Regions from separate parts of the Gossypium hirsutum genome. Here region 2 is linked to region 1. The links are chromatin contacts, called in public Hi-C maps. All regions are on one chromosome and are shown on one strand. Each heading gives the region's core, a stretch centred on a gene start, on an enhancer-like site or on the middle of the called end of the contact. The rest is flanking DNA. Distances are from core to core; before and after follow the strand shown.

Region 1 (5,727 bases), core at 2,053-4,552:
GTTAAATATCTGAACCAAATAAATCATCTAAATTTAGTAAACAAGTTGGTGTTATTGATTAAAATTTGAAGATAAGAAAGTTAGCACCTACTAATTTCTGTTGATGGGGCATCATCTGGCAAGGAACCCTCAAGTGCTGCAGGACGAGGAGTTGCTGAAATTACACGGACCAAACCTCTTCCAGAATCTGCTCGTCTTACACTTATACGTTTAACATTAACTGGTACTGACAAAGAGCGTGTCATACTATGTGGCTGAACTACTGAGTTCTGTAGGCAAAAAGCATCCTTTTTAAATAGCATAAAGAAATATTTAGGGGCATAGATATTTGTTCAGTGAATTCCTAGTTGCACCCTAAAATGACCATAAAGTATCAATAAGCACCAGAACTAAGTTACGAATGAGACAAAAAGCACTTACAGTAACATGAGACTGAGCATCTATATGTCTTTCCGGTATAGGCTTCGGACCTGAATACGCAATTGGTGTAACCGGTAAAGAATGTGCTACCTTTGTTGAAGGGAACAAAACTTTGTTGAGAGAAAATGACCTTGAAGTAGAAGGCTTCTCCATAGAACTATCAGAAGGAGGTGTCTCTGGAACTAAAAGAACCATCTTCTCACCTTTTTGGCACAAATTATTTACCCTAAAACTCCTTTGTGGAAGAAGATTTCTAACAGAGGATCTGATTTTAGCTGAATGGGGTCTAGGAGGCAGCCCTGCTTTAGTCGAACTAGGACTTGGGTCAGAAGGAATATCTACAGTTGTAAAATCATAGAAAGAACTTTCCAAAGACCTCAAAGGTATTTGCAAAGAGGAGAGATTTGGTCGTCTAGACTGATGAACCAAAGAGACTTCTATACTTTTCTCCATTTCAATACATACCTACAATCCATCACAACCTTTCATAAATATCAAAATTGTATCAAGCAACAATGAGTTGGAAAGAAAATAAGTGAAAACAAAAACTACAGACACCATTTCAACAGCAATGTATATGTTACATGACACTACACAAATCACAATGAAAGCTTTAGAAAGAAGCTTAACATATAGCTATGACCAGGGATTAAGATTGCAGTCCTGGATGCATTTTTGGTTGTCACCTTTATCACAGTTGCTGACATAACGAATACTATCGCAAGCAATCGGTGAATATTGATACGGAGAGACCCGAAACTTCAAAATGGCAGCCCCTAACATCAGGGATTTAAATAACGGTCGCGGTCGCGTTTTCGGTCGCGTTACGTTTATCGCGGTTGCGGACATAACGGATGCTATTGCGGTCATCGCAGGTGTCGCGGTCGTGAATTTTTTTAAAATTCGCACAATTTATTGTAAAACATTCCAAGCCTTTTCCACAACTTCACTACTCTCCTTACTCTCTTCAGTAACCAAGGGCTTAACTTGACCACTTAGTTCTCCAATTTTACCGACTATTGCATGGCTTCCACGTTGTTCTTTACACTTGTGCACGTGTAAATCAAACAAACTCCTCTTTGTTCTTCACTTAAATTTTTTTATCAACAAATTCAACGTTTCATTACTTGAAAACACAGAGGAAATACACCCCCAAACTACTTTCTTTCAAAAATATTTCAGGAGAAAGAAAGTGAGTGCAAGTGTGCAACAGTTGTTCTGGTTTCAACAGCAACATGGATATTGCTTCAGCCTACAAGTATATCAGTTCAACTTCATCACTGTCGCTTCATGGCTCATCATGTTCATCCTTGCTTCACTTTTCCTTTGGGGAAATGTTCTCAGGCTTCTCGGATGTTCAAAGTCTCTCATTTGTTTTTCAGGTGGTCATACAATCGGCATATCCCATTGCCCAGCTGTTTCGCGCCGGTTGTACAATTCCACTGGCCCCCGCAGAATCGACCCAACCATGGACAGCAAGCACGCTGAAAACCTCAAGATCTTAGCTACTACTCACTCTTGCTCAAAAGAAGGGGTGGGCTGTGAACCTAAGCTAATTCTTTTCTCTATTGTACCTGAACGGAATCCCCAACCTTCATCTCATCCTTCAATCTGATGCTGCTTTAACCACTGTAACGGAAAATAACGGGAATAGCGGCCCGTTATTCCCGCAATTGGCCGTTACCCGTTAAATTGCGGCCGCGATCCACCGCTATTGGTGTGACTCCGCTTCATACCGCTATTTTTAGCAATAGCGGTTTCGGACGGCGCCACTACCGCTATATAACGGCCGCTATTCCGATATCGGTCCGCTATTTAAATCCCTGCCTAACATCTAGTTCCAGCAAACATTTAAATCTATGGCTAGTTATTGATAGAACAATTGGTAAATAAAGTGCAAAAATAAACCTAGATCACATTCATTGTATTTGGAAATCATAAAGTACAATTTTTACAATCAATATGAGGGTTGGGCACTTTTCCCGTTAATTTATTATTCGAAAACGATAAACAGTGCTTCCGGCGACATGAAGAAATTCAGAGTTGGTCATATCAACAAAGCAGTGGAAAGGTTTCCAAGCACAACTTTACTCAAATTTTGGGAAATTCTAATAGATTGGGTTTTGTAGGTATTCCAAGCACAAGGAAATAGAAATTCTAATAGAGCTTCATACAACAAATCATCCTCCAACTACTCATTTAAAACCAAAATCCCATAAATTTGTTATTTACTACTCACAACACCAATTATAAATAAACGGAAAGTGGGACAAAATATCAGTAATATTCAAATAAGCTCCTCCGCATCAAGCCTAATCTAAGAATGGCGCACATGAACAAAAATTAAATAGATCAAAATTTTGTTTTTTTGGTTCATCTCATCTATTTTATAATATTATGAAATAAAAAATCAATTGAACAAGGAAACAAAACAAGTTGTAAGCTAAATCCAGTAAAATTTCACCAAAACTAGATCAAACGAAGCTTGATTCCAGTCAATTACAAATATTAAAAAAAATGGCTGGTAACCGGATTGGTGAAAAAAATCACCAGTTAGCAATCTATAATAACAACAATAGTAATAAGTAAAATACCTGAGCATGATTTGAAGGATCTGATGAAGAAGAAGATGCTTCCCTGCGTTGATGTTCAGCAACTGAATTCTCCATCACCTCCTCCCCCTCCTTCAATCCAATGGAAAATAGAAAAATAAAAAGCAAAAAATTGCTTCTGTTAGAATTAAATTTTCAAAAGAGAGAGAGAGAGAGAGAGAGAGAGAAAAAAGTAGAGTGCTTCAGTTAGAAATCAAATTTCTTCCCAGTTTCCTTCTTCTTCACTCCTAAATAGACCGGTCATACTTCCTACAGTTAAAAATAAATATAATAAAATATAATGATTAAATTTATTAGCCATCTTAGTCCAAATTGGTCAGTTCATTTTCAAAAGCCACTTAACCTTCTTTAATAAATAATTCCAAAAGCACATCAGTTTGACGTTACCTTGTCAAGCCAATTCATTGTTTTGTTTTTTCTGTATTAAAATACGAAAAATATAAATATATAATAATATTTTTAATTTAATTAGAATTTTTATAAATTAAATTTAAATAATTAAAAATATAATATGGATGAGAATAGTTTATTTGCTATATATACTCAACTTATTTTCATTCTTTTGCATTCAAATCATATTCTCTCAATCTCTTAATCCTATTAATCTATTCTCTCAACTATCTTATTCTCAATTGTTCATTCAATTTCTCTCAAATTATTGTTGTCTTAATTTTATATTTCATAATTTCTTTAATTTTTATAATTTTAAAAATGTTAATGCCTCTTATTCGTTTGAATGACAAACACATTTTTGGCGTCCAAGGTTAATGGTAAAAAATATTATTAAATTTTTTAATTTTAATTAATATAATTATTAAGTTGTTAACATTATTAATTTTATAAATTTTTTATGTTTATATAATCATACCGAAAATCAGATTATTGGGACGTAGATACACAATTTAAGTGTGAGTGCACCGCGAGTTATTGAGCACTCCTTTCAAGAGATGAAATTCTTGCACATGTCTCATATGTTCGGGGGGACTAAATTGGATAGCATAGTTTAACCAATAATAATGTCCCTACATCATTCCCAATGAGTAGAATGTCATCGACATATAGAACGAGAAAGATCGTCTTTCCATCCCCTAAACGTTTATAAACACAAAGTTCATCTACATTTTGCTCAAATCCAAAAGTCTTAATCACTTGATAAAATCTTTGATTCCATGAGCGGGATGTTTGCTTAAGTCCATATATGGATCTAAGCAGTTTGCAAACTTTATACTCATTTCCTTTAGTTATATATCTGGTGGGTTGCATCATATAGATGCTCTCTTCAAGATAGCCATTCAAAAACGTTGTCTTAACATCCATTTGCTAGATCTTGTAATCGAGTGTCATTGTAATGGATAAAAATATGTAGGTTGACTTGAGCATGGCAACCGGAGAGAATGTTTCTTCATGTTCGATACATTCTTTCCGAGTATAACATTTTCCTACAAGTCTTGCCTTATAAGTTTTCACTTTTTCATTCGTATTTTTTTCTTCTTGTAGATCTATTTACACTCTAATGGTTTTATCCCTTCCGGTAAGTCTACAAGTTCTCACACTGGGTTAGAGTCCATAGAATTCATTTCAACTTTCATAGTTATTTCCCTGAGCTTGGAATCAAGACTCTTCATCACTTCATCACTTCATCACTTCATCATACGTGAGTGGGTCATCATCTTCCTATTTTGTAAACTCAGTGTAAAAACACTTCTGCCTGATTAGAAGAACTCAAGCCTACAAAAGACCCTTCCACTGCACTGAAGCACCTTATGCTGCTAATCGTTTATTGGTCTACTATTAGGATTTGGTTCTGAAATCGTTTCAGTAGAGTTTTATATATTTCCTAAAAGTTCCTTGAGTACCTCTTTACTTTGAGGTTTAAATTCATTTATGTAGCTTTCTTCAAGGAAAGTAGCATAAGTTAATACTATAACAGTTTGCTATTTCGAGTTATAAAACAAACCACCCTTTGTTCCCTTTGAATATCCTATAGACATGCACATTTTGTCTGTAAGTCTAACTTCCTCGCATCTTTATCCAATATGTGGGTCAGGCATCCCTAAATCCTCAAATGGTTTAGACTTGGCTTCTTGTCATGCCATAATTCGTATGGAGTTTTCAATGCTATCTTAGTTGGCACATCATTCATAATATAGCAAGTCATTTGTACTGTAACAACTCATTTTTCAGTGAAATCGAAACAGTGGTTTCGGGACAACAAATCCGATCCAAAAATAAAATTTATTTTTATTTTATTATATGGTCCATGTTATGTTAGAAGTGTCATGTGAAAAGTCTGATAAGAAAATTTTATTGATTATGTGCTTAATCGCGAGAAGGACTAAATCGCATAAAATGCAAAAGTTGAATTCTAGTAATTATAAGGATTAAATAGCTATGAAATTCAAAATTTGAGGTACTTATATGGTAATTATACCATTAAAGAAAAGTATGTAGATATTTTGGTGACTTATCCATGGAAATTTAGAAAAAGGACAAGAACTAAATTGAAATTTGAAAATATTTAATTAATTAAAAAGATGATAAAAGATATCATCTTATTTTTATATCATCTTCAAGCTAAAACACATGTAAACCCTAGGAGAGAGAGAAGAAACTTTCATGGCTTAATTGGGTAAGTTTCCTTGTCCTGTTTTTAGAAATTTTGATATTTTTGAAATCGGGATAGCTTAATATTTCT
Region 2 (5,727 bases), core at 975-3,474, 450 kb after region 1:
TAAAGTCCCACCTTTTTAAAATTGTTTTTGTGTATAGCCATGCTCGTTTCATTCTTAAATTTGACAACAATTCTTAGCCATCTTTCTCTTTTGAAATGAGTACTAAGCCTATTGCCATTACTTATCTTCTTAATATAAAGATCACAAAAATATTATTGTCAACCTCTTATCCCATATTAGTACTTTTCATGTCCATTTTATGGTTTATAGCTGCCCCTCCTAACAATATCTATCTCATATTGCTTTTGTCTTTTCCCCGTTTGATATTTCACTTGCTTCAATAAGTATAACACTTTTCATTTATCTTTGATGAACGATCTATACAAAAGTAATGTTGTTTTTATGGAAAATTGTACATTATTCTATCTACTTTCTTTCATTTCATTTGGCTTCTAAGTTCAACTCATCTATTTTATTATTTGACAAAACATTAATACAAAAATATTAAAAATTCAAATTGATAAGAAACTTGAATAGGCAAAACCGTAGACCTGCAATTAAAGTGCACCTATTCGATACAAAATTAATAGACAAAACATGTGAAAACGGTTTATAGTTTCAATCAATCAATTTAAAGTAGTTTCAATCAACTCTCCAAAGTCAAAGTCAAAGCCAAAGCCAAAAGCAAAAGCTGTTCCTCCCTATCTTTTATGTTTGGTTGGATGAGCATTTCTTGAAAGTGCTTCTGTAGTGTACAAGTCTTTTTAGCACCCCAATGGAAATCTTAAACCAGTTTTTATTTTTTATTTTTAATTTTTTTCACTCACTTACATTTTAATTTTATTCTTTTCAAAAACCCAAGTTTTTTTTAATAATTTATTTATAAAAATTCAATCTTTTTCTGAAAAAACTAAAAAATAATTTTAGAAAAGAAAAAAAGTTAAGAAAACTAAGAATATAAAATGGAAAAACCCTAGTAATTCTTTTTTAAAACCCAAAGTTTTCTTTTTACTAGGAAAAATTTAAATTAATTCTAAAAACGAAAAAAAAATAAAAGTTATTAAAATGAAAAATTGATTTTTCAGATAAAAACCCATATAATTACTTGTAAAATCTCATAATTTTCTGTTTTACTGAAAAAAGTTAAAATTAATTCTTAAAAATAAAAAGATAAAAGAAATTAAAAGGATAAAATTAAGTTTTTTTATAAAAACCCAAGTTTCTTCCGATAAAAACCTAAGTTATTTCCTACAAAACCTCAAGATTTTCTGAAAAAAATAAAATAAAATCAATTCTAATAAAAAAGGAAAAGAAAAATTAATTTATAAAAATATAAAATAAGTGACCATAATATAAAGTTATTAAAGCTGGGTATCTAAAATTAAAATGGTTGTTAATGATAGTGTCTGATTTACAATTTTTTAAATTTCAGTACTTAAAATGAAAACTTATGATAAACCTATAGTAGTTGGAAGTAGCGGTGAGGTTTTCGATCGAATTGAATGAAAAAATTTTGTGTTAATCGAGTTGACGAATCCTATTTTATCATCCAAACTCGATTTGAATTTTTTTCGAATTGAGTTGAGTGAAATGAAATTCAAGTCGCTCCGAATCGGGTGAAATTATTCGAGTTAAATTAAAAAAAATAAACATATCAAATTAAAATATTGTTATCATATGTATAACTAACTCCATTTTAGAGCATATAAATTTAAAATCATATATATTTAAAAAAATTTTAAATAATAATAATACTTTAATATGATAAACTTAAATCATTAATTTATTTATTTAGTTTCCCAAAATTATTATTTTAGAACAATTTAAAAATTTTAACTTTCTTAATATAGTTTTAAATTTTTTTGAAAAAATAAATTTTTGAATTTTTATAAATATTTTAAATTTTAAAAATTATTTTGAATTCTTGAAAATCATTTATTTATTTTTTTTGTAACTTTTGTTGAGAGAGACTAATTTGCTTGTTTTCAAAATTGACATGAATCAAAGGGTATTTGCACAAATACATTATTTGAATTATTCAAATTCTAAAATTCAACTCAAATTTAAAATTTAAATTAATTATTCGAGTTGACTCAAATAACTCGAAATTTAAATTTTATTTCTATTTTTTCGAAATTTGAGTGAGGATTTAAATGTGCTAGTGGGTTAAAGTTGAGCCAGTCTTACAACAACTCTAGTGGGTCTATAATAAATGGGGTGAAAATGAAGGGTAAGTATTGTGAGTGGTGGGCTTAAAAAAATTTGGAAAGGAATAGTCCGGTTTGTAGTGGGGCAGGCTCAAAAGGATGTTGGGTAGTTACAGCTTCAATCGGGTACGAAGGCTAAGACATCACTAGAACCAAACCATTGATGAAAACTACAATCCTAATCACTGATGTGGCCATTGATGAAAATGAAGCTCAAAAGGATAACATGCAAGCTCTTTTTTCAGCTGACTGTAAGTGTTGATTAGATGAATCCCATAATCTACAAAGAGTTTGGTATTGATATTTTTGCGTTTTTGGAGACACGTATCAGTCCTACAATAATTGATTCGGTCATGTCTCAAATAGAGTGGAAGTGAAAAGATTTGCAGGTGGCATTTGGGTTTTTTGAAAACTTTCGCTTTGTCCATATGGGAGTGAAGGTCACTAACACTGGAAATTTTTCCAAAAAATGGTTTATGAAAAGTGTTTTGTTGCATTGTAAAAATTAAATTTTTTTTTTAAATTCAAAATTTTGTTTTATTAATTATGGTAATAAATTTTATCAAATTTAGCATTTGTATTTTCGAGCTAGGAAGTTTTGACGAATCCTAACTTTCAGTGAATGATCTTCACTGCTATTTGCAAACCATCAATTTCTAAGAAAGTATGCTATTATCTAAAACTGAACATAGAATGAAAACCAAAACTTTCCAATAAGGAAAGTTCACTTTTTCTATAAGAAACCAAAATTGAAATTTAAATCACATGTAATCCCAAAAAATATAATTTATTCTAGACTAAATAATTTTTTTTTTAAATTTCGGCAAAGTATCCACGTATGAACGGTGTGTATTTTTGGCTATCCCATTGTAGGAAGTATCATAATAGTTCTACTAAAACAGAAGAAAAGAAAAAAGAAGAAAAAGAAGAAGAAGATATTTTAGTAGAAAACCCAGAGTCTCCTTAGAACTCTATGTTGTGGGTGGCAAACATTGTGTTCCCACACCTAGTGTGCCATCCAACCAATATTGTATAAGACCTAATGGGTCTTTTATGTATTGGGTATAATTATATATTTAGTTCAATTTTATTTAAATTAAAACAAACTCATATAATTATCCAATCTAATAAACATTTTTTATTCTCAAAATATTATTAATCAAAATTAATTCAATTAATTCATTTTTTCAGCTCAATTTCAATTCCATCAAAGTCATGATGACTTTATCCTACTACAAACAATGAGTAAATAATTTAGTTTTCATGTTTAATAAAACGGCGATGACTAATTTAATTTTTCATATTGAACCCAATTATTTAATTACAATAAAATTAAATGAAAATATAAAGAAATTAAATTCATTTATAAGTTATCTTTTATTTCCTACAAGAAAATTCATTAACTGTGGATAGTAATTCATGAAATTTATTTCTCTTTCGTTGTTTTCATACATTTATCACATTGATTCTAATAAGCAATCCAAACAAATTTGTGTTGAGTTAGTGGAAGAACCGATTGAACATATATAACTAAGTTACAACCCTTCGTCTATTAATTAAGAATTATTTTAGTTATGAAGTTGATTTGCCATAACTTAATATCGTAAATTAGGTTCTTTTTATACTTAAGGAGCTTGTAATTGAGCATTTTTATGCTATTTTCATAGTTTCTAAATTTTATGTTATACTTAATTGAATAAAACAAGCCTTTTTATGATGCTTATCTACCAATTAGGCCAACTCGAGCCTACTGAAGTTCTAACAAGTTGATATAGTGGTGCAAGACACAATTTGAACCAATTAGCAAAGGAGTTATGGGATGCCTAGAATGTTGCAACATTGAAGTTGCACACACACTTAGAAGAATTTTCGAGCAACATCAATAATGCCAGTAGACTGTGGCTAAGGTCGCAACATTCGATAGATGAAGTCGCGACATCCACGACAATAGCCAAAGATGGAAGTCAATCACAAGGTTGCAACAAAGTCGCGACATTTAGAAGAAAAGTAGCAACAACCAAGACCCTCTTCAAATACTCGAGCAAACTGCTTGGAATGTCATGACATTGGACCTGTGATGTCACAAAATTGAGGCTCGACTGATTTAAAATCTGCAAGGGTGTTTCTATCCGCATAATCAACTTTATACTCATAATTTAGGGCAGAGTCATCCCAATTAGGTCAAAGATCATTAGTTCTATAAATGGGAACTAAAAAACACAATTAAGGGAGGGTTTTTTACGATTCATATTAGCTTAGTAGATAGTTTGTAGGATTTACTTTAAAACTTTGTTATTTCAATTTTCGTTCTCTGGTAAATTAAGTTTTTATAATTTTGTTCTTTATTTTTTTCATATTTACTTTTCATACTTCGTTTGTTGCGGATTCATAAATCGTAAGAGTGATTGAACATTTCTGTTGAAAGAATTTTGGTTGCTGTTCAACACGATCTCCATAATTAGAAGTCTTTGGATTACTAAGCATATTTAAACCATGTTCTTTCTTATCATTAACTTCATTAATGCTTTAAAAAATAAATGGGTTTGGGATAATTAGAATGGGTTGTAACTAAAACCTTAGGGAAGTTGGTTAATTGATGTGGGAATAGTTAATCTAACTTAGGGTTTATACAGATTCATTGGATTAAATTGGATCAACTTAAAAAACTAGAATTGATGACTCTAGGTAGAAATTTAGGGAAATGAGACCGAAAAGAGATTTTACTCGAAACCAATTCAATTGTCCCTTTTCGATCCATTAGGTCGAAATATAAGTAGACTAAATTGCAAGATTGGTAAGATTATAGGCTGAAAGGTATTAATTGAACTAATTAAGAAATAATCAATAAAAATCACTAAGTCTAGATTAATTACAAACATTGAATTTGTCAACTCCTGTTTGTCATTCTTAATAAATTTTTTTTTCCATTTTTACTATTTTTTCAATTAGATCCATTCAAGTAGTAGTTAGTTTTACACTCTCAATTTATGTTTAGTCATACTATAATAATTAGGGAAGTAGCTAGTTAGACTTAACTTTGCATGTTCGTTGTTACTGTTTAATTCAAATTTATTCATACCTCCTTTCAGTACGATCCTCGGAATACTTTCGTATTTTGCTGTAAATCTAAAACTATATTACAATTTGACCTATATACTTGTAGTAAAATGCAATTCCATATATGTTATTTGAATTATTTACATAGCTTCGGTGCATACGCATCAGCGTGGTCAAGTTATCAACGTCGTTGTCAATGAGGTTTTGGTGCTTAAAATTGATTTAGTAGTAGTCAGTGCATGCTTAGTCAGTGCATGCTTAGTAAGATAAGTAGGTCTTGGTTGTGCATTGTATGACTCAAAGTAGGAACGAGATGATTCTGCCCGATCTTGAACCTGAAAGAACACCACACAACACTAGAAAGAGAATAATTCCGAGGGAAGAGCCACTACACATTGATCCACTACAGGAAAATCCACTGTTTGGGAGCAACAAAATCATATTCCACTACTAGAAGAGCAAATTCCGCAATTAGAAGGCAGATGGAAGAACGCAACCATACATTATAGGACTATGTTATGCC

What was found. Hi-C and Micro-C count contacts between places; a contact is called where the count stands out from the background.
Region 2: a contact with region 1 is called in a Hi-C map of leaf, with 2.1 times the contacts expected there. The contact joins the enhancer-like site here to the promoter of LOC107888472 in region 1. A contact is called at or near these places in 2 of 34 Hi-C or Micro-C datasets (both in leaf).

What each region holds. Positions count from the first base shown.
Region 1 is chrA09:1,771,863-1,777,589 of Gossypium_hirsutum_v2.1, forward strand. It overlaps LOC107888472, which reads right to left and starts at 3,303. Exons shown (of 8, transcript XM_041077599.1): 1 at 3,015-3,303; 2 at 421-885; 3 at 92-269. The coding sequence starts at 3,089.
Region 2 is chrA09:2,220,382-2,226,108 of Gossypium_hirsutum_v2.1, forward strand. No RefSeq gene overlaps it. Among protein-coding and RNA genes, the nearest start is that of LOC121206911, 3.3 kb to the right of the region's middle. Within about 2 kb of position 2,225, at least 5 of the 9 cell types and tissues checked have an H3K27ac peak or open chromatin away from gene starts, as enhancers often do. A contact at or near this core is called in leaf, where this site is marked.